Linked DNA regions of Anser cygnoides: region 1 is linked to region 2. Evidence: chromatin contacts called from public Hi-C data. All regions are on one chromosome and are shown on one strand. Each heading gives the region's core, a stretch centred on a gene start, on an enhancer-like site or on the middle of the called end of the contact. The rest is flanking DNA. Distances are from core to core; before and after follow the strand shown.

Region 1 (3,907 bases), core at 124-2,623, 940 kb after region 2:
TGAAATTGCATAGGGAATGCTGCCAATTTGGTGTGTGTGTTCCCATCTCCTTGGAGCAGACCCACTAACTGTATGCTATGACTTACATGGGAAAAGCCATCACCCTGTCCTTCTCTTTCCCCTTCTCTCTCACAATTGCACATCTGCCCTACCTGTCTTGTTCTGTTTGCAGTATCCTGCACTCACCTTCTCTCTTCCTGTCCTTGTTCTTTTATCTGCAGTTTTACTATGTACTCCTCTGTACTGGGAGCCTATATAAAGCATTATATTTGATGAACCAGCAATCTTGAACAGTCCATGTCGGCTCTGCTGGGCTTTGTACAAAAGCCCACTTCACTAATGTAACCTGTAATTTATAAACTCTCTGGGAAGGGTAAACTGCATGTGGACTGAGGGGTGGATTGCTGATTAGTCCACCATACAAGGGTCAGATTTGTGCGAGGATGGCCACATCCTCCTCTGATTTGGATGTATGAATTATCTTTTAAAAATGAGACAACAGAAAAATTTTTTAGATAAAAATGTTGCCTGGCCACCCAAAGGATGAGCAAACAGGAGCTTGAGGCCTCACAGTGCTTGCATGCCTTCAGTGGAACACAGAAGCGATGCCTGATAACAATGCTGTCTCAAAACAGTTTTCCATTCAAACTTGCTCGAGTTCAGTTGGAGTGACCTCCCTTTTGCCTCAGAAAAAGGACAGCTTTTCCCAATGCATTCGAACATTTCAGGATGTCTGCAACAGCAAGGAACTAGATATTAAAGTGACATTGGCAGTCTTTTGGCAGCCAGTGTTACTATGCTGTTTATGGCTGATCTGCAGCATGCCGTTTCTCTCCCAGAACCTCATATAAAGATAGGCAGGGACTTAAATTTTATAAAGAAACATTACCTCACATGCAGTGATCCCAAATCCCCTAGTCATGCTAGCTGAAAAGTAAGCCTGTGTAGAAACCTCTCTATATCAAAACCAACTTGCCCCAGCAATGAAACTGTCCACATCTATTAAATGAGCATTGTGCAGTATATGGTGAAAAATGAACCAAGTTTCTTTCAATTCACTCAGTCCTGTTGATCTTAGGTGTTCACAAATAATAAACTATTCTAGCAACTTAGATTAAACATTAGGAAAAAAAATAAATTATTCCATGACTACTGACATCAACACAGACAAGTTAAAATAATCTTGCTGGAGGTATTAGCCAACACCTAATATTGCCAGCAAAGAATCATACTTTACATGAGAATTTAAAGTAGTTTTCCTTCACAGGATTAAAATATAGTCATAAACTAAGCCAGGAAAAAAAAAAATGTTCAGGGGTTGTTCGGTGTTGTATTTCCTCCTTTGCTCTCCTTACACTCATAGGAGGAACAGAAACTCCACCCAAGCTTTCATCCTACTTCTGCCTGAAGATCTAAGCAGGTGCACAGTCATCGATACAGCACAGGACTGAAGACGTTCAAGCATGAGAAATTCTCTGCCAAGTTTCTTTCTCCTTTTTCTTTTTTTTTAATTTCTTGGGTAAGTGCCCAGACACCAACCCAACCGCTTGCTCTGCTCAACAGAATCTATGTGAAAACAGGTGTGAGTAAATAAGAAAATTAAAGAAAGCATTTTGGCAATGTTTGCTGTTGAGATTTAAATCTGACTTTTGTCTTTTCTGACTGATATTTGTAATTGAGATTATTTGTGTAGTCTCCTCTTAAGCAGAACTTCCCTCTGACCAGATTCTGGAGCTCTGAAGTTTATGGCTAAAATATTCCCCAAGAGAAATCCTGAAAACAGTAACTAGTTACTGGAAAACTGCAAGATCAGCACTAGATTTAACTAGATCAATTTGAATAATTAATGTATAACAACCTTTAGTTAATCATCTATCTGTTTCAGGTTATTCATCTGCAACAAATTCCAATATTCAGCAAAGAATCCTAAGAGTGAAAAGCTCCAGGAACAGAACACAGAAAAGCCCTGCAAGTATTTTTTGTGAGTATGAGACCCAAAAGATGCTATCAGGAGTTTCTGTTCTTCTTCTTTAAGAAAGAAGGGTTGGGTCCTATGTGCTGACTCCAGTGGGAGCTTTTAGGCTCTGTTCTCTTTTGAATCACATCCCTGATGACTTTTTTTGTTACAGTCAGCATTTTACACAAACATGTTTGCTAAAATATTTAAAGCTAGAAAGAATGTATTTTTTTTCTCTTTCTGTATCGGAGTAAATGGAGTGTTTTTTAAAGATGCTGAGAGTTACCAACAGCAATATGCCAAGCGTTTCTTAAAGTTAGATCCAGATTTAAGGAGCCTAAATATGGACCCAGATAGGTCAAATCATAGGCAAAGAAATCAGAGGATATGGAATTCATTCAGTAAAAGAGAACCTGAGAATGGGTGAGTAAATTTGGGTGTTTTTTTCAGAGCAAACATTAATTTCCAAGCTTTTCATTCCACGTGCAGGACACAATGGCCCTGGATAAAATGGAAAAATTGCATCTGGAAGATAAAATGATCCAAACTGAGCTGTGTGAATTGGAAGGTATTCCCTTAACAAAACCAGTATACAGCATATGGGATCAAGTGTGGAACTTCAAAGCCAGACCTGACGATCTTCTCATTGCAACCTATGCAAAAGCAGGTTTGTGTGTAGAGGAAATAGAATAGAAAAGTTTGAGATAGTTCTTACTATTGGAATGGAAAATTATATTATTCTATTGTGACTGATATTTGTTAATCCCAAAATAGACATATTTTAAAGATGTCAAGCTCTGTCAGATGTGGTGACCTACTTTTGACTTCTTTGGCAGAAATAATATCAGTGTATTACTATTGAAGTTCACACCATCAAAGTCTAATTACATATTTCCTTTGATTTAGATTATATACATACATATTAATGTACTGTAAAACTTTTACAAGATTTAAAGAAGCTTGGTATAAATTATCATTTACTAAGAAATAATAGAAACCGTTCAAGTATGAATTGTATTATGAATATGGCAAATGACTTGGCGTAAACCAGTACTGATACTTGGAAACAGGTTACTTATTTTAAAGAAATAACCAAATTTACTTAATAATTTCAGCCATTAAAATACCCACCATTAATCTTAGCTATCTGGTATTTGTATTTTTATGTATTAATTGGACCCTTAACTTGTTAATATTTCTCTTCTTTGTTAGGCTCTTTATATTTATATAAAGGAAAACAATGAATAACAGGCATCAATATTAATGTTGGATGAACAAAATCATGTACAGTTTATAGGATTCAAGAACAGACTGGGTAACATTTGATGATCATAAAAAATTAATGACTTGAATTAGCAAGAATTTTTAAGTGTTGTTTCCAGCAGAGGAAAAATAAAATTATTATTACTGAAAATTAATTACTTTTGAAGGTAGGAAAAAATAGATTTTGCTGAAAGCTTTCAACTTATTTCTAGTATACTGAAAGCAAAAGCATACTATTTTAATCAGCCTGGATTGAAATATCCCAGCCATTGAACTGAGAAGAAATAAAGTTAGGAGTCCATTTGACGTTATTTTCTATCTGCCAGAACTGCACACTTCAAGCATCATATTAAGGACTGAGTTTCCTGCCCACATTGCTTTCTAGGATATCCCTTAGTCTGTTCCCTAGATGACCTGATACAGTACCTGAGACGAGATGTAGTTAACCCAGTGACCACAGCTATAGGGGAAAAAAGGCACCCAAGGGACACAATTCTGTATCTCTTACAAGATGTTGCATTAGCTCAGGCAAATGAAGTAAAATGTTGTGCTGAAAATTCATTAAAGCATTTCAAACAGGAACATTGAAAATACTGCAACTTTTTTATATGACTGTATTTCATACAGTCAAACTGCATGAAATTTTTACTCACTCAAAGTTCAGGTATTTCATTTTTTCATTCAAAC
Region 2 (4,185 bases), core at 1,589-4,088:
GCAGCTGAGAACCGAAGTATCTGGGTAAAGGGTGAGTGACTTGTGCAGAACGAGGAAGGAGACTTATCTCAGAGACAGCAATCCCATCCATGTCTCTCTGAGTTGTAAATGCATGACATCTGCAGGATTGGAGTTCGTGGCAGAGATTACAGCTGCATCACAGTCCTGGGGAACTTACGGCTCTGCTGGGCAATACAGCACAGGTAGCATTACACAGGGAATGAAAATAGGTGGTCAAAAAGATAAGAAAGGTAAATAAAAAAAATTAAAAAAAAAAAGCAAAAAGAAAAGAATATGGTTTTCCAGTGTCTTGTGCAAATCACTGCCATTAAGTAGTCACCTTTAGATCTGTAGTTTGCACGTAACCCTATTCTGAGTAGTGTGAGGCAGACTGCTTCTTCAACCAAGATGGAGAGACATCCTCCTATTGCTTAACCATTTTTTCTTTTATTTTTACTATACAGTTATAGCCTTAGGCTGGGAGAAATATTCATGCTGTTCTCTCCTGTGTATATAGTTTCTAAGGACTGCGCCACTCTTATGCATATGCAAAAGTATATGTTTTGCATATTTACTTTCTTTATACAAAATAGCATGCCCACCGCATCATGTACTGCTTTCACTTCTGTGCGCATTCCCCCAAATTTATCATCTTCTCATATTTAGAACATAATTCTCATTAGAATCACAAGCAGTCAGATCTGTTTAATAACAGTTATTCCAGAGATAAGAGCTAATTATGATATTTCAAAAAGTGTACATTAATATTTCAGTAGGCTCAACATTTTGAAATACTACTCAAAGCAACATCATGGTCTTTTTTTGTTGGCGAAACAAAAGGATACTTCCAGCAGGCAATCTGAGCACCCTTCAACATACCACTCCTATCCCTTTCTACGGTGTCCTCTGTTTGTCATAAGCCACAGTATGGAAAAACCAGCTTTAATGGATCATTTCTTAACGTAATTAAATATATTTAACAACAGTATGCTTCAGAGTCCTCAAATTAGTCCTTTGCCTGAAGACAATGTCTTCATTCAAATCCTGTCTCAGAACATTTTTCATCCATAAATCCTATTAGCATTAATCTGCCTGAGCTAGGTGTGCTTCATCGTTTTTATTTTATTTTTTGTTTCTTTAGGTACCTGGGAAGCTTTGAGCTCTACTGCCCTACTCTACTGCCACACTCTACTGGTGTGTTATGCTGCTGGACACTTTTGGAGGTCTCTTTTGGACTGGAGACTTGGCACCGTCCTGCCACCCTCCCCTGCACAGCCTCAGCTCGGCGGCATTGTAGAAAAAATGACAAAAAAGGAGATTCTTGCATGATGAAATTAGCAAGTTGTGGTAAGGAGGGACAAAACTAAAAACAAAACAAAACAAACAAAAAAACCTGATTGTGCATTATAAATGTGAACTAGAGCTGGGTTATTCACCTCTCTACTATTGCCTCTACAGTGTATTTTATTCCAGGAACAAAAGACGTGTTTCCAAAAGTACTTCAACAGCCAGCCTCATCTAAATTTGGTGTAATCCTTCGCAGGCTGAAGCCTGGAGGGAGGCTGGAGCGAGGCCTCACCTCATGGTGAGGTGGCGGCTGTGGAGCAGAGTGCAATTCCCCTTCCTGGGACCCCAAATATTTCCCAGCTCTCAAAAAGCAGGGTCAGATTATTGTTCAGAAGGGGAGATTAACAACCCTCTGAATCAGTCAAATGTGTGTACAAAAGGGCTTGAGTCTTTCTGTCCCTCCCTGAGGTGCACACTAAGTCTTGGAAGAAACAAGAGGCCACGCTTTTCTTTCGGTTTTATCTAGCAGGCATGCAAAAGGCAACCAGGGCTGCCAAAACCATCAATTAAACGCTGTAAGAACATGTAAAAGTTAAGAAGGGGAAGAGGGAATTATTCAAAGATTTCTGAAATATTTCAAATAGAAACACAGGTCAGTCTCGGGACATGTATTTCTGTAACTGGTATATGTAGAGTTGAAAATCTGCATGAGGTTATCCCCACTTTTTTTTTTTTTTTTCCTTGGTCGGGGAAAGCAGGACAGCGGTTTCTCGGCACTGATGAGTGTATTTTGGATTTGCATGTGGCTTTCTACCTGCTGGACCCGGTGGCCACCTCCACAAGGCCAAACCTTTCGTAGCTCACCACCTCACAGACCCACCCAGGGGTGGAGGTGCCCCATTTCTGGAGGTGTTCAAGGCCAGGCTGGATGGGGTCTTTGGGCAACCTGGTCTGGTGGGAGGTGTCCTGCCCATGGCAGGGGGTTGGAGTTGGGTGATCTTCGGGGTCCCTTCCAACCCAAATTACTCTGTAGATCTGTGGGGGTGGGATGGGGCTGGCAGCACGACAGAGGCCGTACCTGGCACCGCCATCTCATCCCTCCACATCACCCTTTCGACATCTGTGGGACCTCCCACGTTTGGCCACTGGTGGATGACCCACACCACGGTGTGCGGCGGCTTTTGGGATGACCACAAGCCTGCGGCTGGGGCTTTTTTTTTTGGCCAAGCCCCCCTCAACTTCGAGGGGGTGTCGGGGCGTCAACTTCAACACGGGGGGGGATGGTTGGGGGGTGCGTGTGCCGCGGTGCCCCCCTCAACTCGAGCGCTCCCGGGGGGGCACGGAGCTGCCCTGCCCGGCTCGGCACGGCTCGGCACGGCTCGTCCGGGCCTTCCTGCGGGGGGAGGAAGGGCGGCGCTCCCGCAGCGCCAGGGGGAGCCCGGGGAGCTCCTCCCGCGCCATCCCGGCAGCGGCAGCGGCAGGAAGGGCCGGGCGGGGGCGGGGGCTGGGGCCGGGGCTGTGCCTGTGCCGGGGGGGGGGCGGGCGGGCGGCTGCCGGAGGAGGGGCCGGGGACGGGGCCGCCGCCGGGCGCTGCGGGCAGGGAGCGGAGGAGCCGGAGCCGCCGAGGGCCGGGGCCTTGGACGCGTCCGGAGGAGGAAGAGGGAAGGGGGGAGCCGGCCCCCAGCGGAGCACGCAGCCCGCATCCGCTCCGGGGAAGGGAAGAGGGAAGCGGAGGGGGGGGAGCGAGCGAGCGGGCACCGCCGCCGAGGAGACAAAGAAGCGGAGCCCGCCCGGGCTGGGAGCCTCCTCCCCGCCCCGCTCCGCTCCGCTCCGCTCCGCTCCCCGCCGCCCGGGCCGGGCCGGGCCGAGCCGAGGTAAGCGCGGTGGCGGCGGTGCGGGACGGGCCCCGCGCCGCAAACTTGTGGCGAACGGGGGGGGGGGGGGGGCATGGCGGCGGGGGGAGGGGTGGGTGTCACCCTTGGGGGGGCAGGCGGGCGGTGACCCCCCCCCCCCATCCCAGTCCTAATCCTAATCCTAATCCCAGTCTCCATCCCCCGACAGCCGCCGCTTTGTGTCCGGGGGAGGCGAGTGGAGTTGGCCCGGGGGGGTTGGGGGGTCCTTTGGGTGGGGGGCCGGCCGCCGTCCCCCTAAAAGTTCCCGTGAGGGGGACCCCGATGGGGCCGTGTCCTCGTCCCAGGGGTGAAAGGCGGCAGGCGGTGGGGAATATTCTCGCAATGCCCCCCCCCCCCCCCCCCAGCCCTCTCTCCATCCCCTAGCTTCCACTTCAGAAGCCCGAAAAAGCAATGAGCGGGACAACGTAAGACCCAAAACCGTGGGGTTTCGCCGTGAGCGGGACGACAGAAAGCTTTAAAACCCCAAAAGTTAACAGCCCCCCCCCCCCCCAGGGCAAGGCACAAGCAGGGTGCCCCACCGCCTCGCTGGGTTTTGAGGTGCCTCCGTGGATTAAATGCGGCACCCGCTCACCGCCGTCTTGTTCTTTTGTTAGTTTCAAACTTGATCGCTTCCCAGCGTGCCTCCCCTAGCCGGACTCCGCTCCTTTTGTGTGCCGTGAGGCAATATTTGCTCCCCGGGAACACGCCGCCTTCGTGGCCGGCCGACGGAGGAGAGCTGGGCTCGTCGTCCACGAGTGGCCTTCATAAACACGGACCTCCCCGGCCTAGCCACGCGTGCCTTATGTCATCGAGAGCCGGGGCCGGGAGCTTAACATGGAGGAATCTGAAAGGGCTGGCAGGGCAGGAGCTCGGCAGGAATGTCTCCCTGAGAGCGCTGCTTCTCCTCCTGCTTTTGAGGAATCTTCAGCAGCCAGCACCGCGTAGATGGTGGCAGGGGCACAGCGTGTGCGGGAGGGAGGATTAGAGCTTCTGGAGGAAAATTACT

What was found. Hi-C and Micro-C count contacts between places; a contact is called where the count stands out from the background.
Region 1: a Hi-C map of liver shows a contact between it and region 2, with 8 times the contacts expected there. The contact joins the promoter of SULT1C4 here to the promoter of NCK2 in region 2. A contact is called at or near these places in 2 of 7 Hi-C or Micro-C datasets (both in liver).

Annotation. Positions count from the first base shown.
Region 1 is chr1:145,989,512-145,993,418 of Taihu_goose_T2T_genome, forward strand. It overlaps SULT1C4 (sulfotransferase family 1C member 4), which reads left to right and starts at 1,374. Exons shown (of 12, transcript XR_010826933.1): 1 at 1,374-1,519; 2 at 1,886-1,981; 3 at 2,447-2,624. LOC106041643 (a long non-coding RNA gene) reads right to left here and starts at 304. Exons shown (of 3, transcript XR_010826940.1): 1 at 187-304.
Region 2 is chr1:145,052,027-145,056,211 of Taihu_goose_T2T_genome, forward strand. NCK2 (NCK adaptor protein 2) reads left to right here and starts at 2,839. Exons shown (of 6, transcript XM_066984773.1): 1 at 2,839-3,161.